2 separate regions of the Drosophila melanogaster genome follow, and region 1 is linked to region 2. Evidence: chromatin contacts called from public targeted proximity ligation data. All regions are on one chromosome and are shown on one strand. The core of a region is the stretch at or near the end of the contact, and the rest is flanking DNA. Distances in the headings are between cores, read along the strand shown. Region 1 overlaps skd (skuld). Region 2 holds the start of lncRNA:CR32218 (long non-coding RNA:CR32218).

Region 1 (3,755 bases), core at 1,131-3,630, 1.1 Mb before region 2:
ACGGCGGCGCTTCAACGTACTCCCGCAACTCCTTGGGCGGCGATTCCTCGATGCCGGTGGCCTCCGTGGAATCACCGGCAACGCCGGCTCCCTCTCCGCATCCGAATTCGGCGCACTCGCAACCGACATCCGTGCCGCCCGCTGAGCAAGTGAGTGAAAGTGACGACCCAAAAACCAACGTACAGACCCCAAGTCAGCTTGTTTCACTAACACGATGTCCACTTTTGTCCACTTCACAGCTGCTCAATATGAGTCCTCATGCGCCAACTTCCGTTTCCAATCTCCAACAGCCGCCGACGCCTATCGACCACCTGCTGGACAAGAATACACCGGCGCCAACGCCAACGGACCAGCACGACAGCAAGAGCATTACGGCCTCGCCCTATGTTCATCAGACGCCAAGCGTGGAGCCGCCCTCGTATACGGATCATGCGGCCGGCGGAGGGCCAGCTGGTGGGCAGGGCCTTGGTACGGGTCCAGGTAGTGTGCCCGCCCAGCAACCGGCTACGCCCACAGCAGCAACGTCAGCTGGTGGCGCCGGATCTGGCGGACCTTCAAATGCAATTGGAGCAAATGCGGTTGGTACTATAAGTGTCAAGAAGCTTGAGATGCAGCAGCAGACTCCATCGGCAGCTATGGCCATCAAGCAGGAGCCTGGTGCTCAAGGTCGGGGGGTTGGAGGTGTTACCTCCACCACGGAGGCCTTGAACAACTTTAAGCGACTGTACAACCCGCCAAAGCTGACGTTAAAGGATCCGGACAGCTTCTACGACGAGGAGTGGCTCAAGGAGGTCATCTATGACTTTCAGTACCAGGAATACTGGTAAGTATGTCGTTTTGTCTTTCTGAAACAGCGCTCTAACATTGAATTTTCACCACTACAGGGACTATAGCACGGTGAAACGTCCGAAGATGGAAAAGCAACGGAGACCTAGGTATGCCAAGAACCTTTACGAAGGACAAAACCACGTGAAGCCCGTGATGCCTTCGCCAGGATCCGTTTATGGCTCACAGTTGCTTTCCTTGGATGAGTCAGCGAGCCAAGCAGGAGGGAGAGGCGGTGGAGGACAGGCGGCGGGCAGCTCCGGCGGTGGTCTAGTGGGCATTGCCAACAGTACTGCCAGTGGCAGTGATGTAGAAGCTGATGGTAGCAGCTTCTTCCAGGGACTGAACATTAAGACAGAGCCTGGATTGCATTCCCCTTCTTGCAAGGAAACGTCGAAATCCTCGGGCGGCAACAGCAGCGGTGGAGGAAGTGGTAGCGGTGGTAATCTCTTCACAGCTGAAGGCTTGAATCCCTCGCTCAACGATCTGGAGCAGTTGTTTGAGACAAGCTCGAACGACGAGTGCAGCAGTGTGCAAATCCACACGCCACCCGATTCTAACAACCCCTCGAATGGCGGCTGCAGTGCTGTGACCAATACGATCGAAGACCTCAAACGGAGCACAGCGGTGGCCAGTGCTGCCGTAGCAGCGGCAGCAGCAGCTGCGGCCTCGGGCGCGGGCAATATCCAGGCGGAGGATCTTACCAAGATGTTTCCCACACCACCGTCTCACGAGCAGCAGCACCCGAACTCGAGTCCCTGTCAAACGGACGTGGTTATGACGGATCTCAGTGTGGACACCACCACAACCATTATAACCAGTAGTATCACCACTACTTGCAATACCACTATCACGAGTAGTATCAACACCACCACAACAGCCTGTAGCAACCCAAGCAACAGTATTATGCTGGCTGCCGCACAAGCTCCCGTCACCGTGGTGGCCATCCAGACTGTCTCCAAAATGGTAAAGCAGGAGTATAACCTGGAGCTGGGTAGTCCTATGGAAGAGCCCATTAATGACTGGGATTATGTGTACCGACCTCCGCAACAGGAGAAGTTTGTGGGCTCGACGCGATATGCTCCATTGACCAACCTGCCCAGTCAGACACAGCCGCCGCTGACTCTGCCTACGGGATGCTTTTATCAACCCACCTGGAGTAGTCACAAATCAAGAGCAGCAACTTTGGCTAAAGCAGCGGCAGCTCAACAGCAGCAGCATCAGAAACATCAGGCCCTTCAGCAGCGCATCCAATTGCATCAGCAGAAACTACAGCAGCTCCAGCTTCAGAATCAGCAGCAACAACAAGCGGCAGCCGCAGCAGCAGCGGCGGCTAGTGGAGGAGTTGGCCACCAGAAGCACCAGCATCAGCACCTTCATGATCTCCTGTCAGCGGCGCCGAGGACACCATTAACGCCCTCTACTGTTCCGCAACCGTTGAGCAGTGGTGGCAGTCAGTATTTGCTGAATCAGTTGAACTGCCCACAAGCGCCACCTGGTGCCTCCATGCAGCAGCTAATGCACCGAGCGGGGATGTCACCAATTTCACCGGGACCCGGAATGGGTCCGTATGCCGCCAGAAGTAGTCCAATGTCGAGGGCAACCCCCACGCATCCGCCACCGCCATATCCGTATGACTTGGCTGTGGCCAGTCCAGCTACCTCCACATCATCGTACTTGAACCGGCCGCTTCACTCGCAAGAGCATCCGCACATGCATGGCTTGGGCGGCGGAGCAACGGGAGTTGTGGGTCACGGAACAGGAGGTGGCGGGCACATGGGTATGGTAGCGTACACTGGCGATGCGGGCATTGTCAGTGGTGGAACAGCGATGGCAGCCGGATCCTCGTCCTTGCTTCAGGAATTACCAGAAGTAAATTCTGTCCTAGTTAACATCCTGCTGTACGATACCGCCTTGAATGTCTTCCGGGATCACAACTTTGATAGTAGCAGTGTGTGTGTGTGCAATGCGGATACGCAAAAGATTGGCAATATTCGCGGAGCGGATTCCGGAGTATATGTACCCCTGCCCGGGGTTAGCTTCAATCCTTTCCCTTCCGGAGCTGGAGGCGCTTTGGCTGGACAGCGAATGCTCAATGGACCCAGTTCCGCCGGTTTTGGCGGCATGCGGATGATCAGTGCCTTTGGGGGTTCGCCAGCCTCAGCCTCGATGCCCGGAGCTGGCTCCGGACATGGCCATGGTCCAAATGGTGGCTCCAACTCGTCGTCTTGCACGCCGCCCAGCAGTAATCCCCATATCACCGGGTATGTGGACGATGATCCCGTGGAGTGTACGTGTGGTTTCAGTGCAGTGGTTAATCGAAGACTCTCTCATCGCGCTGGACTCTTTTACGAAGATGAGGTGGAGATCACGGGCATCGCGGATGATCCGGGCAGGAATAAGCAGCCCACGTTGCTCAGTATCATCCAGAGTCTTAGCAGGAAAAACCAAAACAAGCAGGGACCTGGAGAAACAAGCTCTGCATTGGATAAAATTGGAGCGGGAGGATTGCCTAATGGACAACTGGAGCAATTGGGTCATGCTGTATTTGACCTGCTATTGGATCAGTGCTCTATCATCCAAACATCTAGCAGTTCGGTGCACAGAGCACTTCAGTCTCATCGGAGGCGAATGTCCCGCCAACGAAGGATCTTCGGTAACAATGGAGCTCCCACTGCCTCATTGGCATCAATTGCAAATGTTCTAGAGTTTATGGATGCACACGACGTTATAAGTTTGGCCCTGGAGCAGTCGAGATTGGCATTCGAAAACCAGCGGATGGACAACATGATGGACTTCCATGGGAATGGTAGCAGTAGCTCGCATCAGCAGCAGCAACTGACAGCTTTCCATGCGCCACCACCTGCTTTGCGTCACAAGCTAGCAGGTATTGGTGCTGGGCGGTTGACGGTTCACAAGTGGCCATATCT
Region 2 (3,415 bases), core at 78-2,577:
AAAAATACAAAAAACAACAACGTCGAGGCTAAAATATGACAACGAATGTCGCGTGCTCTGCACTAGTGCTCTCTTTGCTAAGAGAACCTTGAATTTTGAATGAGTAAGGGAGCGGGAGAGAGAGCAACGAGAGCCAAGAGCGAGTAACGTAAACAACAGCTGAGCGCGAAAAACGTATGATCGCGAACGCGTAACGCAAAACAAACCAAAAAATCGATCGAGTGACGGGAGAGTGGAAACAAAACTATCTCAAGTGCAAACCAAATAAAATACTAAAGTGTTTTCCTTTTTTTTATTACCCAAGTGCAGAGTGAAATTAAGTCAATGCAGTAACAAGGCAACGGAACAGAAATCAACAACACGTATACGCTTGCACAGTATAGCAACAATCAACTCACAAGTAGGCCAAACAAAGCCATAAACGTGATTTTATATTAAAATTGGTCACAATTTTGCAGCAACAAGAAGTCAACGTCCAACAATTTAAAGCTCATATCTCGATTGACCGATAAGTCTAGACCACCAAATCGATAATACGCATTTACCAACACTGCTGTGGCAAGAGAGCAGAGCGAGTGAGCGGGCAAAACAGCTGATTGCGACTGGCACACGGTTGTTGTTGCAGTCGTGCTGTTTTTCTTTCTGTTTTGTTGGAACTTTATCGCTGCAGCGATAAAGAGAGCGGAGCGCGAGAGGGAGAGCAGCACAAACTACTACGTGTGACGTGGTGTGGGGGCATACAGGTGGCAAAACAGCTGTTTCAACAGCAAAACCAATCTGTTTTTTATTAGAATACATAATCAATTGTAAGTACGCCCGTTGCCTGTTTGCTTCTTAATCCGCCACTAAGCTGAACTATTATTCTTATAGTACCGCCTGCAGATTTCCAGCTAAAAAACAAACTCACATACAACCAAAAAGTAAGCTTAGTCTATCTAATTTTTTTTTTAATTTGCTAAGACGTGCCCAGATCCCAAAAAGCTCACACGCGTAAAAAGAGAGGCAAAATTAAGAGATTGACGAGTGCCAAGTGCGCACATTAAAATATTGCAAACTTGTTTTCATTTCTGCCTTGCTTTGCTTGACTGGCAAAAACAAAAACAACGAATTATACGGCAAGTGATACAAGGCACGTACATACCAAAAGAAGCGAGGAGCCAGAGAGCGAGAGTGGACAGGCTAAGAGCAGCGAAGTGATCTGCCACTCGCTACTTCCGTTCTCTCACTTGTAATAAACGAGTGCAAAGAGAGCAGTGGCAGCAGCAGTAGCAACAACAACAGCAATCGACGGGCAACCACTTGAAAGCAACTCGTTTCGATTTCATTTAGCAGATACCTTTTGTACGTTGATTAAGATACCTTGGCACACACAGACGCACTACAAAAGAAGAGAAGGCAGCTAAAAACTGCACTTAAAAAACACATAAAATAATAAGAAGTCAACTCGATTAATTCAGAACAGTTCTCCAAATGAATGTACAACAAAATCCACTTGACCAAAAATGTCTTGAGTAAAAGTGTCGCATACGCGTAAAGCGTACGTATAATATAGAAATAGATATATGTATTCGTGTGTGTCCGCCAGCCAATACAAAAGCAGCACAAAAAGTGGTTAAAAGGCATTAAAATCAAACAATATTTAAAGTGCTGAAAATTAGTGTGCGTGTGCAAAGAAAGATTTAAGTGTACAAGCATACCTGCGTCTGTGCACACTGCGATACGCCAAATCGTACTTATGTATCTATGCGCAACTAAAAAATATAATAAGCAGAGTCAGTGCCAATAAAATATATAAAAATCACCGTACAAACACAGATGATTTTTAGCGAAAAAGCGAAAAGGAAAAAGATCAAGCAGCAGCAACAACAAAAATAACAACAACAGCAAGAGTCGCAGAGAAGCCAATCAAACCAGCAGTTGTCTCGCTTCAACGCGCTCGTTACGATCACCGTATGAGCAAGTGAGAGAGCGTAAGGCCAGTCACGGACGTGTGCGAGCGGAGCGGAGCATTGATTTGCTGTCTTTGATTTTGCTTATGACCTGAGGTGCTCTCTTACATACATATAAACGCCATCATCCAGGCAGACAGTAGGCGAGTGTAAGCGAGAGAGAAAGAGCATGCGACACACATACGCACACACATTGACACCTGGCGCAGGAGTCGCGGCTTGCGGCACTTTCAAATAAATTAAAAAATAGCAACAAAACCAACAGGGAGAGAGGCGAATAGAGCAGTAAGCCTTCCCCCAGCTTCCTCGCTCAGTAGTAACATTAGTAAGAGCAACAAAAACAGGGACAAGAGAGCAAAAATACATGCCTACCTTAACCCAATTAAAATACCATATTATTTAACAAAAGAAATTGTGTTATTTGCAAGCAACCCATACAAAGAGAGCGATCGAGCGAGCAAAAGAGAGAGAGAGAGAGTATTTGACTTTTTGAAAGTGTAAAATTTAAAAATTGTTGCCTTTGCCATACGGAAGTGAAATTCTTACATTCGTCAAAAAAAAAAAAAAACATCATATAAGCATAGCTTGAAAAGTCATTGAGATAAGTTAGCCTGCATAGCTTGGATTTGTCAGTTCATAAAAGAGCGCAGTGGAAGTGTGTCACGTCTTAGCAACAACTTAAATATCCAATACGATTACAACATACTAAAATCAAATAATATTTGCACAGAACCAACAATATCTACAAAAAACAAACGTTAGCATCCAAGAGAGAGAAACTTCCAGTGGCAAGTTGTCTACTTCCACAACGAGTGCTTCCCGTACTTCCCGTCCTTTCCACGAGATCAACCAAGCCGGCGGCCACCTTCCACACAACAATAACTAGCACAGCCCAGCCCCTTCCACAATTTCCAAGCTGGCCCAAACAACACAACCAAGTGCAACTTTCCAAACTACAACAACTACTACTGATCCGATCCATCACAATCCGTTTCATAAATTTTCCGGAAACAATCGAGTGGCTATCTAATTGCTATCTAATTAGCGGCTAGTTGCGCGCACGTTATGACCAATTCGATTGCGTCAACGAAATGCCTGCCCAATGCACTATCGACCGGCAATTATGGAATGTCCCAGAGCCACCGTTACACCGATGATAGCAAGGAGTACATCATCGTCAAGCTTACCGATTCTGCCTTCCGTGCGATCGAGGAATATCAGCGCGATGACAACGCTAAACGCCTGCAACCAGGCCAAAGGGCCAAAATCCAATTTGTGGGCAACACGGGTGTCATACAGTTCCCGCGACCAGCGACGGATGCTAATGGCATCCCTAATGCTAATGGCAATGGCAGCGACGCGACTGGAGCAGGAGGAGGAGGTGGTAGAAAATTTGGCTTCACTATCAACAATATGGAGGGAACGCTTGAATGCGTTCAGCAGCAGCAACGGAGCCTCGGAGTCCT

What was found.
Region 1: a targeted proximity ligation map of the Kc167 cell line shows a contact between it and region 2, with 4 times the contacts expected there. A contact is called at or near these places in 11 of 107 Hi-C or Micro-C datasets (the D17-c3 cell line, the Kc167 cell line, the ML-DmBG3-c2 cell line and 4 more) and 1 of 7 datasets of targeted methods (the Kc167 cell line).

The regions. Positions count from the first base shown.
Region 1 is chr3L:20,998,411-21,002,165 of dm6, reverse strand. It overlaps skd (skuld), which reads left to right. Exons shown (of 13, transcript NM_168879.3): 8 at 1-149; 9 at 240-823; 10 at 885-3,755. Among named protein-coding and RNA genes, the nearest start is that of scaRNA:PsiU6-40, 6.2 kb to the left of the region's middle.
Region 2 is chr3L:19,894,303-19,897,717 of dm6, reverse strand. It overlaps lncRNA:CR32218 (long non-coding RNA:CR32218), which reads left to right and starts at 1,327. Exons shown (of 1, transcript NR_037751.2): 1 at 1,327-2,502. All of the region lies in intron 1 of Mi-2 (Mi-2,), which reads left to right. Su(Tpl) (Suppressor of Triplolethal) reads left to right here. Exons shown (of 5, transcript NM_001300193.1): 2 at 310-400; 3 at 459-806; 4 at 871-920; 5 at 2,680-3,415. The coding sequence starts at 3,015.